Linked DNA regions of Rattus norvegicus: regions 1 and 3 are each linked to region 2. The links are chromatin contacts, called in public Hi-C maps. All regions are on one chromosome and are shown on one strand. The core of a region is the stretch at or near the end of the contact, and the rest is flanking DNA. Distances in the headings are between cores, read along the strand shown. Region 1 has its middle 63 kb from the start of Nedd9. Region 2 has its middle 33 kb from the start of Tmem170b. Region 3 holds the start of Nedd9 (neural precursor cell expressed, developmentally down-regulated 9).

Region 1 (4,191 bases), core at 915-3,414, 150 kb after region 2:
CCACCATCTGTGATGTGGCCCTTCAATGACAGAAATGTCTCGACCCATTCCAGAGTTTTACATGCATTTCTAACTTGTGTCTTCAAGGCTAGCGAACTGTGAGTCTCCAACACCAGCCTTGTTGACGGGGAGCTATGACAAGGAGGAAACAGGCCAACAGACTGCAGCCCTGGAACTATCCTGGAGATCCAAAGTGCCAACGCTCCTTAAGGGAAAATGTGGGCGAGGGTGAGTACTGACAGAAAACACGATTCTGTGATTCTCTTTTCTCTTATGTCACGGCTATCTATTCCTCTCAGACCATGTGACAAACGATGTGCCAAGCCTGGAATTGATATCTGAAGAGAAAACATTAATTATAGGACATCAGATAGTGCTCTGTTTGGTGATTTTCCACATAGATATGCTGCTATGCACAGGGACTCGTCTTCCAACCAGGAGTCTCTATTGCTGTCACCTGGATACAAGTGGAACTTAGGAGAGAAGGTGCTTGGGTAAACCTGGAACCCTCCAGAACTATTCAAAGCCTAGCAAAGGCAGCGTGTGTGTGTGTGTGTGTGTGTGTGTGTGTGTGTGTGTGTGTGTGTGTGTGCGCGCGCGTGATCTTTTCTGCACTGATCATGTTGAATAACTCCATTCACATTAAAGCACTCCACAAGAAAATGAACTTTCTCTAGGGTAGTTCAGATGAAAATGACCAGCTGTTCCTAATGTCTCAGGCTTATGATACTACTTGGGAGGCTGAAACAGAAGTTCAAGACCTACCTGGGCCACAGAATGTGTTCAAGACTGTCTAAGGAAATTTAGCAAGACTGCTTAAAAGTAAAACGAGAGCTGTGGTAGAGTTCTTGCTGTGCATGACGAAAGGCCTTGATTCAGTCCCAGGCAATATAACACAGACATAGACACACACACACACACCACCACTACCACCACCACCACCACATACACATTACACACACTACACACACACACTGAATATACCAGACATACAGAGAAACATACCCACATACACACATAACATGCACACACACCACCACATACACAACACACACACACTATACTACACACACATACACACACATTACATACCATACCACAGATACAACACACCACACACAGAGGTATACATACACATATACACACATACATCATCACCACATACACCACTCACACACACACACACACACACACACACACCATATATATCACACCACACACACATACATACAACACAAACATCATATACCACACCACACACAACATACACACACACATACACACACACACACACACACACACACACATCACCACCACTACCACATACATGCATACATGAAAATCAGTTCATCTATCTCATTATGGAATCCTAAAGACTCTTCAAAATAAAGAGAAGGGCTTCCGTGTAATGTACCTATGGACTGACTCCTGAAGGGGGGAGGAGTCGTGGCATGGTGCGGTGGAGCAGGGGTGAGGAATCTGTATTTGACCTCATTCTTTATTCTCATTCTTTATTTAGTAGTGTCAGCCAAGAGCCAGCTGCTTGGGCTCTTTGGTCCCCTGCTTCAGACCTTATAAAATGGCTCTAGGAGGCTTAAAAAAATGCTTAAAGTGTTGTGCTTTAAAGAAAAAGTTAGTTCTTCTTTGATACCGAGAAGCATCAACTACAGACCAATAGAAAATCCCTGAGCAGCCACAGCAAGCAGACAGACCTCTTTGGCTTGCAGGAGAAGAGGCTGTGAGGTAGCTATGACAGTAAATAAAAGAACTGCCCCAGAAGTCATTAACAACCACTTGAATTTTCACACCACCTTGGTGCTTTAAGACAAAGTAATGATTTCCAGCAACAACAGTGAAGATTCCCAGACACAAAAGTGTCTTAGCTTTAAGTCGTCATACCGGAGTTGAGAATGGACAGGAGTTGGGAACAGCTCAGGGACACATTTAGCCAGGACCATCTTTTGGGAAAAGCTCTGCCGAAGTCATAAACACTCTCAAATTTAAGCTTCCTTCAAAAACCCAGTAAAGGAAAGCAGACCCGGAGGTCACCGTTCCACTGTGACGTCAGCAAGCAGTGGAGAGGTCACACCGCACCTGCAGGGCCATCTGAGGCTGCAGAAGGGCTAGGCACCCTTTGCAGAGTTGTTTGATTTTGATTTGTTTTCAGAGATCTGGTAGTTAAACATTTACCCAGGCACACCTGGCGAAGACAAGGAGGCTGGCTCAGAAGTGTGTAAACGGCAAAATACCATTGGCACTCATACTCTGCTGCCTCAAAGGAAGGCAGGAAGCTGACCATTGGAAAGGCGAGTTGTGGTTAATCCGGAGACAAAGCTAGATCACACTTCACAGGGACAAAAACAATCCACAGACACTGTCCCTTCTTCCCTAGTAGATACAACATCAGTGCAGAGCCAAGGTCAACATTTTCTTTGTATACTTATGTCTGATTAAGAGGAGGATGTGATGTATGTGGTGTTCAAAGGAAACTCGAGCTTCCCAAACTCCAAAGGGCAGCCCATATATCCAGAAGTGAGCTCAAAATGGACTATAGGATTTCTGGCAGTTAGAGAAAAGCCACTGTTTCTCAACAACTTGGGAAATCAGTTTCCATCAGCCAGAGAGTCACGTGTACTTAACTCTGGCAGAAGAAATATACGGCACCTAAATGCATATCAAGACCTGGCCCCGCCTGCAGCCTGCTCAGTATCACAAGTGCTTACCTTTACACTTGTCAGTGTCCATGCTAATATCCTGGTCCTTCTCACCTCCTTACCTTAAACTCCCTCCAGCTTATGGGCTTCCTTCTCCACAGCGACTCATTCTTCTTATAACCCAGCCATTCTCAAATCTATCTATCTATCTATCTATCTGTCTGTCTGTCTGTCTGTCTGTCTGTCTGTCAATCTATCATCTATCCACCCATCATCTATCTATCTATCTACCTTTCTATTCATCTATCTGTCAATCTATCATCTATCCATCCATCATCTATCAATCTATTTATCTATTCTTCTGTCAATCTATCATCTATCTATCTATCTATCTATCCATCCATCTGTCAATCTATCATCTATCATCTATCCATCCATCATCTATCTATCTATCTATCTATCTATCTATCTATCTATCTATCTATCTATCTATCTAATCTACCTTTCTATCTATCTCATCTATCTTGCTCCCACTTCCTCTCTCTTATCTCTACGCCCCCCCTGCTACCTCACTATCTCAACTATTCTCTCCTGTCCTGTTTCATTCCATCTACTTCTTTATTTGCTCTGGACTCTTCCAGAGGCCTCTGGTAGTTCTCTCTTTCACATTTCCAATACAAATCTTAACCATATGGAGCAGTCATTTTGCCAGTTTCTTTACTATACCCCCTCATACATGTATATATTTGTTGCCAAAGCCCAGGAGAGGTACACGTGAACCGCCTTTCAAGGGCCCAGCCTCTCATAACCAAACCAAGTTGCTGACTCGACTCGTATAAAATATAGAGCATTTGTTTCCACTGCCTTCAGTCGCCCACCATATTCAACTCCAAATATCTGAGTGTGATTCTTCACCTGCTTTAATCATCCATCTTTCCTCGTCCACTGGGTAAGTGTACTCTTGGTCTCTCTGGCTCCTGGGACCTGCTAAATCCTCCTGGGTACCTGCCATGTGGAATGGCTACACCTCTCATCGCCTGGCAGCAAGTTGCTGTGTGCTTCCACTGTGATTGGGGCATCTCTTGGGTAAGACACTGACCCCTCTCCCTGTATTGGAATCTTCCGTCTGGCAAGTTTTCTGTTTTCAACCTTATTCCCTAAATCTCTCCTTGCTCTGTTCCTGGCTCCCTCTCTACCGGTCTCTCAGATCCTGGAGCTTGACTCACCTGCCTTCTCTAATCTCAGAGACTACATTAAAGCCTCACTGGTTTACTGCAAATGCCTTGGCCCCAGTATATATAGCTCAATGGCCAAAATATGGCACACTTGATCCCCAAATTCTTGCAGATCGTAACAACTTCTACGACCACACAAGCGAATGATCTAAAAAACGTTTCTCTCTAAACTTTCTCCGCTCCCCTCTCTTGACAGCCTCACAAATCCAAGTCTTCCTGGGTCTCCACTCACTCTGACCAAAGGGTTTTCTGGGTGTGGATAACATTGAAATGTTGTCACACACTGTTCTGCCCTATATAAA
Region 2 (4,379 bases), core at 745-3,244:
GATAATACTGACCTCAGAGTTTGAAGAGAATGAAATAAAATCACTACAGTGGATCACATTTTTAGGAAGACAGCCACTTAAATACATGTTACACCTGGTCTTCTTCTTCCCTTGTGACAGGACACTTCTAGGCTGGCGGATGAGTTATGTCCCTTGTCCTTAAGCCTGGGTATAGCCACTTCCACCTACAACTCAGGGTGATGCTGGTGACTTCTGAGGTGGGTCATGAGAGGCAGCTTAGAATTTTCTAGGTTCTCTTTCTCAGAACGCTTCCTTGGATGCCATGAGCCAACGAGGCAGCCACGAGCCATGTAAGCCTATAAGACAGCACCAGCTGGTTACACTGTAAGAAAAACAAATCTCTGGGTAGAACATGCATTTGCCTGCTCCAGGGCCCAAGATGCCACGTCAGAGAGTAGGGAGTCAGTGAAGCTCCTGTGTTTGGGGGCTGATTGCTATCCAGCACTAAACCTGTAACACCCACGCCCTTAGCACTATGCTTACCAAGTGCGGTAACTGCTCTCTCTCTCTCTCTCTCTCTCTCTCTCTCTCTCTCTCTCTCTCTCTCTGTGTGTGTGTGTGTGTGTGTGTGTGTGTGTGTGTGTATGATATCTTAGTCAAGGTTTCCGATCCTGCACAAAACATCATGACCAAGAACCAAGTTGGGGAGGAAAGGGTTTATTCAGCTCACACTTCCACATTGCCGTTCATCACCAAAGGAAGTCAGGACTGAAACTCAAACAGGTCAGGAAGCAGGAGCTGATGCAGAGGCCATAGAGGGATGTTACTTACTGGCTTGCTTCCCTTGGCTTGCTCAGCTTGCTTTCTTATAGAAGCCAGAACCACCAGCTCAGAGATGGCACCACCCACAATGGACCCTCCCACCCTTGATCACTAATTGAGAAAATGCCTTACAGCTGGATCTCATGGAGACTTTTCCTCAAGGGAGGCTCTTTTCTTTGTGATAACTCCAGCTTGTGTCAAGATGACACACAAAACCAGCCAGCACAGAGGGATAGTTAGTAATTTGTAACTTCCGTATTTAAAAATTGGTGCTTTGAATTAACACTTACTGCTTTTAACTTAATTAAACGAATGTTTAATGAGCATCTTGGCTGTTTTTGAGGCCTCCACCAGAGGGCAAATTGTCCAGCCTCAAACAGAAACCCATCCATGAAACTTGGAAATACAGTTCCATATTCAAACACCAGGGGGAACCAGTCCCTAATTTATCTTTTGAGACAGTGACCTTGACAACAGGGAAAAGAAAAAAGCCTTCAAATTTAAGATATAGGGACTACGGTGTGGAGGGAATGCTCTCTGAACACATCCTAAAACGAAAGAAACCGTGTTGTGTCAAGTAACTTAGCCTTGGTCCCGGTTTACAGACAGAAGATAGAAAAATTCTACCTTTCCCCCATTTTGAGTGCAGTCGAGCAGGTAGCATTTCCTGGAAAAGGAGAAGGGATCTACAAGCCTGTAATTCCCAGACAATGCTTTAACTAACGCATGCCCATGGCAATCACATTTTGTGCTGCCTCTGGCTTCTGTTACAAAATAAATAGTATGTCTGAATATTTATACTCGTACTGGGTTAGTATGTATTATATTTGTATCACCATCTTAAGTAACTCTCGCTCTACATTCTTTTCTAGTTCTTTGTTTTGTATACACAGGGATTTAATGGTTCAGTGACTGTGAAAATGGCCTGCTATTCTCACTGCAGGAAATCTGGGGACCAAATTGCTCACAATGAATTAATTGCAGGAACCAAACACATTGTAAGACTCCCGCTTTCCTGACAAACGGGAAGCAGATTTTGCCCATAACTGTGCACAGTAATCCGAGAGTGTTGGCAACCTGTAGTCAAAATGACGGCTTCTACGTGAGTCTGGGCGAGCATTGCAGTGCCCCTGAGCTGGATCAAGGGGAGTCAAGCTTCAATGCCAATGACGTGGAGAATAAAGACAGTTTAGTCAGCACCTCTGGTTAAAGTGTCAGAGGACAAGATTGAGACTTCACAACCTGGTAGAGCGTAAATCAAAGGCAGACAGAGGTTAGGGGCAGATTGAGCTTTGAAGAACTGATTTTTGTTGTTTTTGTCTCTCCTTCCTTCCTTCTTCCCTCCCTCCCTCCTCCCCTCCCTTCCTTCCTTCCTTTCTTCCTTCCTTCCTTCCTTCCTTTCTTCCTTTCTTCCTTTCTTCCTTCTTTTCTTTCTTTTGGAAATCCTACAATTTTGACTCAATTCCACCCAAGAGAACACCTACCATTTTTCACATGAGCCACTAGGCAAACTAATGAAGGACTGATCATATCAAAGTACACCTACCACAGGCTTCATTAGCAACAACAGCAACAACAACCACATGTAAACACAGAGAGGTAAGGTGAGTCTGTGGACTTGGGCCCTAATTTCGTGTGTGTGTGTGTGTGTGTGTGTGTGTGGTGTGTAGTGTGTGGTGTGTGTGTGTGTGTGTGTGTATGTAGTATGTACGGTATGTGTGGTGTGTGTGTGGAATGTGTAGGGTGTGTAGGGTGTGTGGTATGTGTATGTATGTGTGTGGTGTATGTGTGGTGTGTGTGTAGGGTGTAGGGTGTGTGTGTGGTGTATGTGTGGTGTGTGTAGTATATAGGGTGTGTGTGTTTTGTGTGTTGTGTGTGTGTGATGTGTGTGATGTGTGTGGTGTATATGTGGTGTGTGTGGTGTATGTGTGGTGTGTGTGTAGTTTGTGTGTGATATGTGTGGTGTGTGTGGTATGTGTGTGTATGTGTATGAGGTGTGTGTGGAGTGTGTAGGGTGTATGGTATGCATATGTGTTTGGTATGGTGTGTGTGTATGGTATGTGAGTGTGTGTGTGGTATGTGAGTACGTGGTGTGTGTGTGTGTGTGTGTGTGTGTGTGTGTGTGTACTGATTTCCAGTTTAACATGGCACTGCTTCACATTCATTGTGCCACGCCCCGACTTGAATAAGGTAGAGAATCCTTCTCTGTGACACACTGGTATAACAAAGGCTGCCTGCTGAGGCTTCACCACAAATTTTGTATTATGGGAGCCTCAGTATACTTCTCATACCTCCCAGCTGCTTCACAAAACCCCTAGGAGTGTCACACCATGCTCCTGAGATGTCTTGGGCCACAAATTGACTTGTGGATATAAGTGAAAGGAATAATAAGCCCTCGTACTATCTAGGGACTTGTTGGCTGGGTCTGCAAAGCTCTGACAAAGACATCAGGATTTTCAGGTTACTCAGACGTGCCACGACATTTGACACGTGACTACTCTTCTGTCCTCTGATTCCTGTAGCTTGTCAGGTCAAGACGACTGAGGAAGAGAAGCACTCCTGTGTGCCCCGTTCCTAGGATGGTTTCTATGAACTCATGTTTAAGGTTAGTTCTCAAGTTGGTGAGGTGCTAAGCAGGCATTCTGTGGTATTAATGTCCATTCATACCTCGTGGATTCTTAAAAATGAAGAAAAGGCCATGCTCTGTGGCCAGAGTCTGTACTTCTGCCAAGGAATTCTTTCTTTCCCGTAAGTCATTCACCCCTCAGGCAGCTAAAGCCTCATAGTGGGCTAACATGTGGGGCTCTCCTTTCCCCTGCTTATGCAGCTTTCTAGTGGGCACCGAGAAGCAAGGTACCAGGGTTTCAAAGGTAAAAGATTCATTACCTGCTTTTGCACTAAGTTATTATAGAGGGGACTAAGTCAGCACTTGGACTTTCCAACGTGCATGCTTCTAAGGGATGGAGTCACTGGAAGGGGTTGTCTAGGCAGCTCATAGGTGAGGCAGCTCTCTGAGATCAGAGGAGAGTATTCTTTCCAGAAGCCACACTCACATTCTGTACCTTTCAGGGACTGGAGGGATGTCTCAATGAGGAAAGTGTTTGTGGGCCTGAGTTAAGATCTATAGCACTCACATAAAAGCCAAAAATGTCAGCATGACTTACAAAATTGGCAAGCAGTGTTAGCAAGCAAGACAGAGAATTCTCAGGACTCCCTGGTGCTTGCCCAGGCAGTGGTAAGATCTAGGGAAATCACTGAGGAAATCTAGCTTGAAAAATAAGGTGGGAGGTAACAGAGGAAGACTCCTTTGGTCTTGACATGTGCATGCAGAGTTGTGGGTATGTGTACATATAACACACACACACATCACATCACACACACATCATACACATAACACACCACACACATCACACACACAAATCACACATATAATACACACATAACACACCACACACATCATACACACAATAACATATACATCATACACACAATAACACACACCACACACATCACACACACATAACACACACACCACACACATTGCACATACATCACACACACATCACACCCACATCATACACACTCACACACACATC
Region 3 (4,379 bases), core at 929-3,428, 220 kb after region 2:
GTTCTGGAAAGGTACCAACCCACAGGTTTCCTGAATAATTTAATTATATAATCCAGTCTTTACATACTTTTCCTACTCAGCATCTCAGGCAATCGATACGGAAAGGGCTGTTTATTTACGGAGAGAATTTGTGTTTCTCAGAAGGGTTTAAAGGGAACATAACTGGAGCACAGTTACCTGTGCTACTTAAGCTGCGCTGAGATCACAGCGTAACATTTTAAGGGCGAAAACAGGAAAATAGATTGTTTGCTGCTTAAAATACTTGAATGGCTTCCTATCACACTCAAGGAAAACCCCTAGCTCTCTCCCCTGGCAGATGTGTACAGCATTACGCCCTTGCTTTTATAAGACTAACCTTGCAGAGTTAGGAAACGTGTGGCGATCTGAAGCAAGAAAGTCACCTGAGAGGGATCCAGCCCTCTCTCCGCCTTGAGAATGCAGTTTCACAAACGCCTGGCACAGGCTTTGGCAAACTGTTCTTGCAATGTTCAGATTGGATGACTTAGCCTTGCTTTCATTCATTCCTCTGAAGATGATTCAGCCTGGCTGCTAAAGAGACGCTCTCTCCATCTCCTGGGGGCCGGGACGCATCTTCTAGAGAAAAAGACCTTGGACTCTCTCACGAGGGTGAGTCTGCAGGGCTTGCCGAGATGAGCCTTCTACCACAATCTGCTTTGAGCCAAATCTGTGTCCAAAAAGACCTTGCAAATCACACAGGTTCCGTTCTGCTTTGAGGTCAAGAAGTGAAAGCCATGACCTGGAAGGGGCCTTAATAGGGATGTGTCAACTTCCCAAAGGTTGCCAGGGCACCTTGTAGAGCAAAATCAGAGCTGCAGCCAAACATAGATTCTATTGTCAATGTAAACCCTACTCCCCCAGACTACTTTTATGGGGTATCTGTTCTCCTGTGCTTTTTGTTTAAATCATTTATTTTCAAAAGTTTTAATCCATTGGGAATTTAGAGGGGGGAATGGGGAAGCAAAATTGATTCCGGTCCAGTTTAGTCAGGAAAAAAAAAGTAAGAACTGATTTTTTTTTCTCCCACCCGAGTCGTGCAGTCTGGCTGGAATGCATCCCAACTAGGGGATGGTCCTGAATGCTCTAAATGCTGAGGCCCAAGGAAAAGAAACGTCTGTCTTCTCCTGAGTGATTCTCTTTCTCTATAGAAATCTCAAAATGGAACCGCTCTACAAATCATGTCCTGGGCTTTGCCAGAGAGAAGCTGTTCCCTTTAAACAGGCTTATCAAACAGTAGTGTTTTCCCTGAATAATAAGTGTGAGTGGGCTAACGGGTCATTTGGGGGAGAGAGGTCAGAAGGAAAAGGCCTCAGTGTTCAATGCTGAATCTGGCCAGGCCAGCGGTCGGTCAAAGAGCAGAGAGTGCTGGGTGGACAGCAATGATGTATAGAGTGTGTTCTATAGAACCTGCATGGGTTTCTACCTAACCTTTATCCCCATCAAAGCCTGCCAAGATCTCTTAATGTGTCTGACACTTCTCTCTCTCTGAGGTCATAGCAAGATGGTGCAGGGAAAACCTGGTGCTTGCTCCTTTTCATTGAAGAAGAAATGTTTTGAAGCTCCTAGCAGGCTGACTTAGCAAAGTACTTTGAACACTGAAGAAGAAAAAAGCAGTCACAGAAAAGGGAAGGGAAAGAGAAAAGACAGAGGGAGAGAGAGTTATCAGCAGGGGTGGTTAGTAAAAAAAAGGGGGGGAGGGGATTGGAGACAGAAAACCTTTTGTTCCTCAAACTCGTTTCATGTAGAGATTGTAAGGTGAATGCCTTTGAAATGAAATGGGTTTATGAACTAGTTGCTAGGTCACAGGAAGCGCAATCCTCAGACTGCTTTGTGGATTTGGATTCTTTAAAACTTAGGTTATTCTCAGAAGGAACGTACCTCCTTTGTCTGGTTCCTATGTCTTTCCTCTTAATATTTTTATTTCGCGGGGTGGTTTGGGCTGCCTTCCCACTTTCTGTTTTCTCCTCCGCCCTTTTGATAACGTGAAAAGAAATGATCCTATTACACGCTCTTTGTCGGAGGGTTTCTGAAGTTAGAGGTGGGCGGGGTGGAGGCGTTACCTTCCCCCCTCTCACCAACCAATGGCGGTGAAACATGCAAATTAGGTCCGCGCTCTGCCGGTCTGGATCTGGACTGTGAGCTCAGAGACTCCGCAGTGCGCGGGAGGCGAACGTTCTCACTCCCATCCAGCCCTTTGCTCAATGGAGGGGCGGACACTGCAGTGTGACTAGATAGGACCAGGGCTCATCTGACCACCGCCGAGATGAAGTATAAGGTAAGAGTGCCTTTTATACAGTCTCCTGAGAGGCTGGAGGCAGCTGTGCGGGCTCCTTTTCCACCTTGACAACTGGGCAGGGATCCCTTGTGTGTCTGGTTTTGCTGAGCTGCGTCTGATCTGGTTTCCAGGGTTCCCTGGGGTGTACCCGCAAGCAGACGTGCGCTTTCAGATCCACCGGTTCTTGGTACACGATTCTGAAAGTTGCTGTGGGTAGCGGAAGGCAGTGGAGAAGAGTTAACCTAGCAGCCACAGCGGCCACTGGAGATCAGAAGGTGTCTAACTCGCCTCGCAGCAGGCAAGTCGCAGGTCGCTGCCTGACCAAAGCTGGCCTGGAGAGCCTTAATAAGAGAGAAGTCAGAACTGCTGAGGCTCTAACAGGCTCTAAAAGCATCTTTTCAGAATTTGCCTTAAGCACTTGATCTGGGAAGCTGTCTGCTCTAGGTCCTTTCGGTAGAGGCAAATTAAAAACACAGACGCTAATCATAGGGGCGATGATGGAGAATTCCCACATCCTTAGATAGTTTGATTTCGTGAATAAAGGGTGTTAGTCACTTCTGGATAACACTTTATTGGGGTTGAATGGGTCTGAAAATATAAAGGCTCCGGTTGGCTTATTTTCCCTGACGCTTACAGAATGTCCTGCTCATATTTGGCAACGCTATTTTCCACTGCATTTTGCACCACGGTTTCTGGGGTTACTCTTGGCAAAATGATTATGACTTGCTCAGCACATCCCGTCTAAGGAGGCAGTTTCCAGGGGACTTGGCACAGTAGCAGTTCATGGCAATGACTTGGCCTTAGGATCCCTTTTCTTATTTTAATGGTGAATAGGCGTGAGTCCTCGACTTTTAAAAGACAGTGTTATTACAAAATTTCATTTTGGTAAGGTGGCCTAACAGACCCAGTTAACTGACCTAGCTAGGGGGCTAACTTGGCTTCCCTCTGTGGTTTGTAGCCTCTGGCCCTTCCTTTTGGATAGATAGAGAGCTGTAAACACTTGCTAAAGTTAACAGTCACTAGTTCCAAGTCTATAAATCTTGTTCAAAGGCTGTGAACCGAAGCAAGAGTGATAGTTGTTGGGGAAAGTTCCCGCAGTCTCGAGACCCAGGTATCCATTGTCACCCCCTATCAGCTTTCCACTGCGTCCTACATCAGTGGGGAGGGGCGGAAGAAAGGATGGGTCCAGGAGTCAGTCAGAAAGACAGCTTTCTACCCAGGAGGAACAGAATCTTTTTGGAAGTGAGTCTCTCCATTGCTAAGACTCCTTGTTCATAACTGATGGGGCTACATGGTGTCTAGCCTGCAATGATTTTTTTCTTCTCCCTTTCTCCCTGTTTTTGACTTGAGACCGTGTTATAGAGACCGTGTTATAGAGAACAGATAAAAGATTGACTCTGGTCTATTATTGGGGCATTAAATAGCTGACGTGAACTCTGAGCACTGCAGTCTACAAAGTGACGGAGTCTAAAGTCACTTTGGTTCAGTGACCTCATCATGTTTAGCTTTGCTCTTTACTGAAAGAAAAATATCATGGGGACTGATGATTAAAACTGCAGGTGAGAGACTGCAACTGGGGGACGATTTCTGCTTGGCTGGATCTGCACAGAGTTGAACACTTTGCCAATCAATAGCAATGCATGGTGATATATCATCACCACCACCATCACCAGCACCACCACCATCAGCAGCACCACCACCTCCACCACCATCATCATCACCACCACCACCACCATCATTACCACCATCATCACCACCATCACCACCACCACCACCATCATCATTTCATTATTATTGTAGGCAACTTCTCCAGCAAAAATGCTGCGCTCCCCAGGTAAACAAACAACCGACACATAGACACCCCGAGTGGACCCTAGCAGAAGCGAGCCACTTTTCCTATGGTCATAAAGTCTAACGAGAGATAACTGTCTCTCAGGAGAGAATTAGTCATGCTATGTAGGAGATGCTGAAGCAGAAGCATGATGTGGAGAGCATCACAAGTCTGTCCTATTTAACTCTCCCCATGGCGTAAGGCACACTCATTTTCAGAAGCAGCAGTTGTGACACAGAGGGTAAGTGATTTTTT

Evidence for each region. A called contact is a pair of places that touch in the nucleus more often than the background predicts.
Region 1: a contact with region 2 is called in a Hi-C map of kidney, with 5 times the contacts expected there. The contact joins two enhancer-like sites. A contact is called at or near these places in 3 of 12 Hi-C or Micro-C datasets (kidney, liver and mammary epithelial cells).
Region 3: a contact with region 2 is called in a Hi-C map of kidney, with 4 times the contacts expected there. The contact joins the promoter of Nedd9 here to the enhancer-like site in region 2. A contact is called at or near these places in 7 of 12 Hi-C or Micro-C datasets (the A7r5 cell line, Schwann cells, frontal cortex and 4 more).

What each region holds. Positions count from the first base shown.
Region 1 is chr17:23,558,842-23,563,032 of GRCr8, forward strand. It overlaps a transcript of Nedd9 not described here. Among named protein-coding and RNA genes, the nearest start is that of Nedd9, 63 kb to the right of the region's middle. Within about 2 kb of position 2,165, at least 7 of the 93 cell types and tissues checked have an H3K27ac peak or open chromatin away from gene starts, as enhancers often do. A contact at or near this core is called in kidney, where this site is marked.
Region 2 is chr17:23,406,112-23,410,490 of GRCr8, forward strand. No RefSeq gene overlaps it. Among named protein-coding and RNA genes, the nearest start is that of Tmem170b, 33 kb to the left of the region's middle. Within about 2 kb of position 1,995, at least 6 of the 93 cell types and tissues checked have an H3K27ac peak or open chromatin away from gene starts, as enhancers often do. A contact at or near this core is called in the A7r5 cell line and kidney, where this site is marked.
Region 3 is chr17:23,621,783-23,626,161 of GRCr8, forward strand. It overlaps Nedd9 (neural precursor cell expressed, developmentally down-regulated 9), which reads left to right and starts at 2,179. Exons shown (of 7, transcript NM_001011922.2): 1 at 2,179-2,293. The coding sequence starts at 2,282.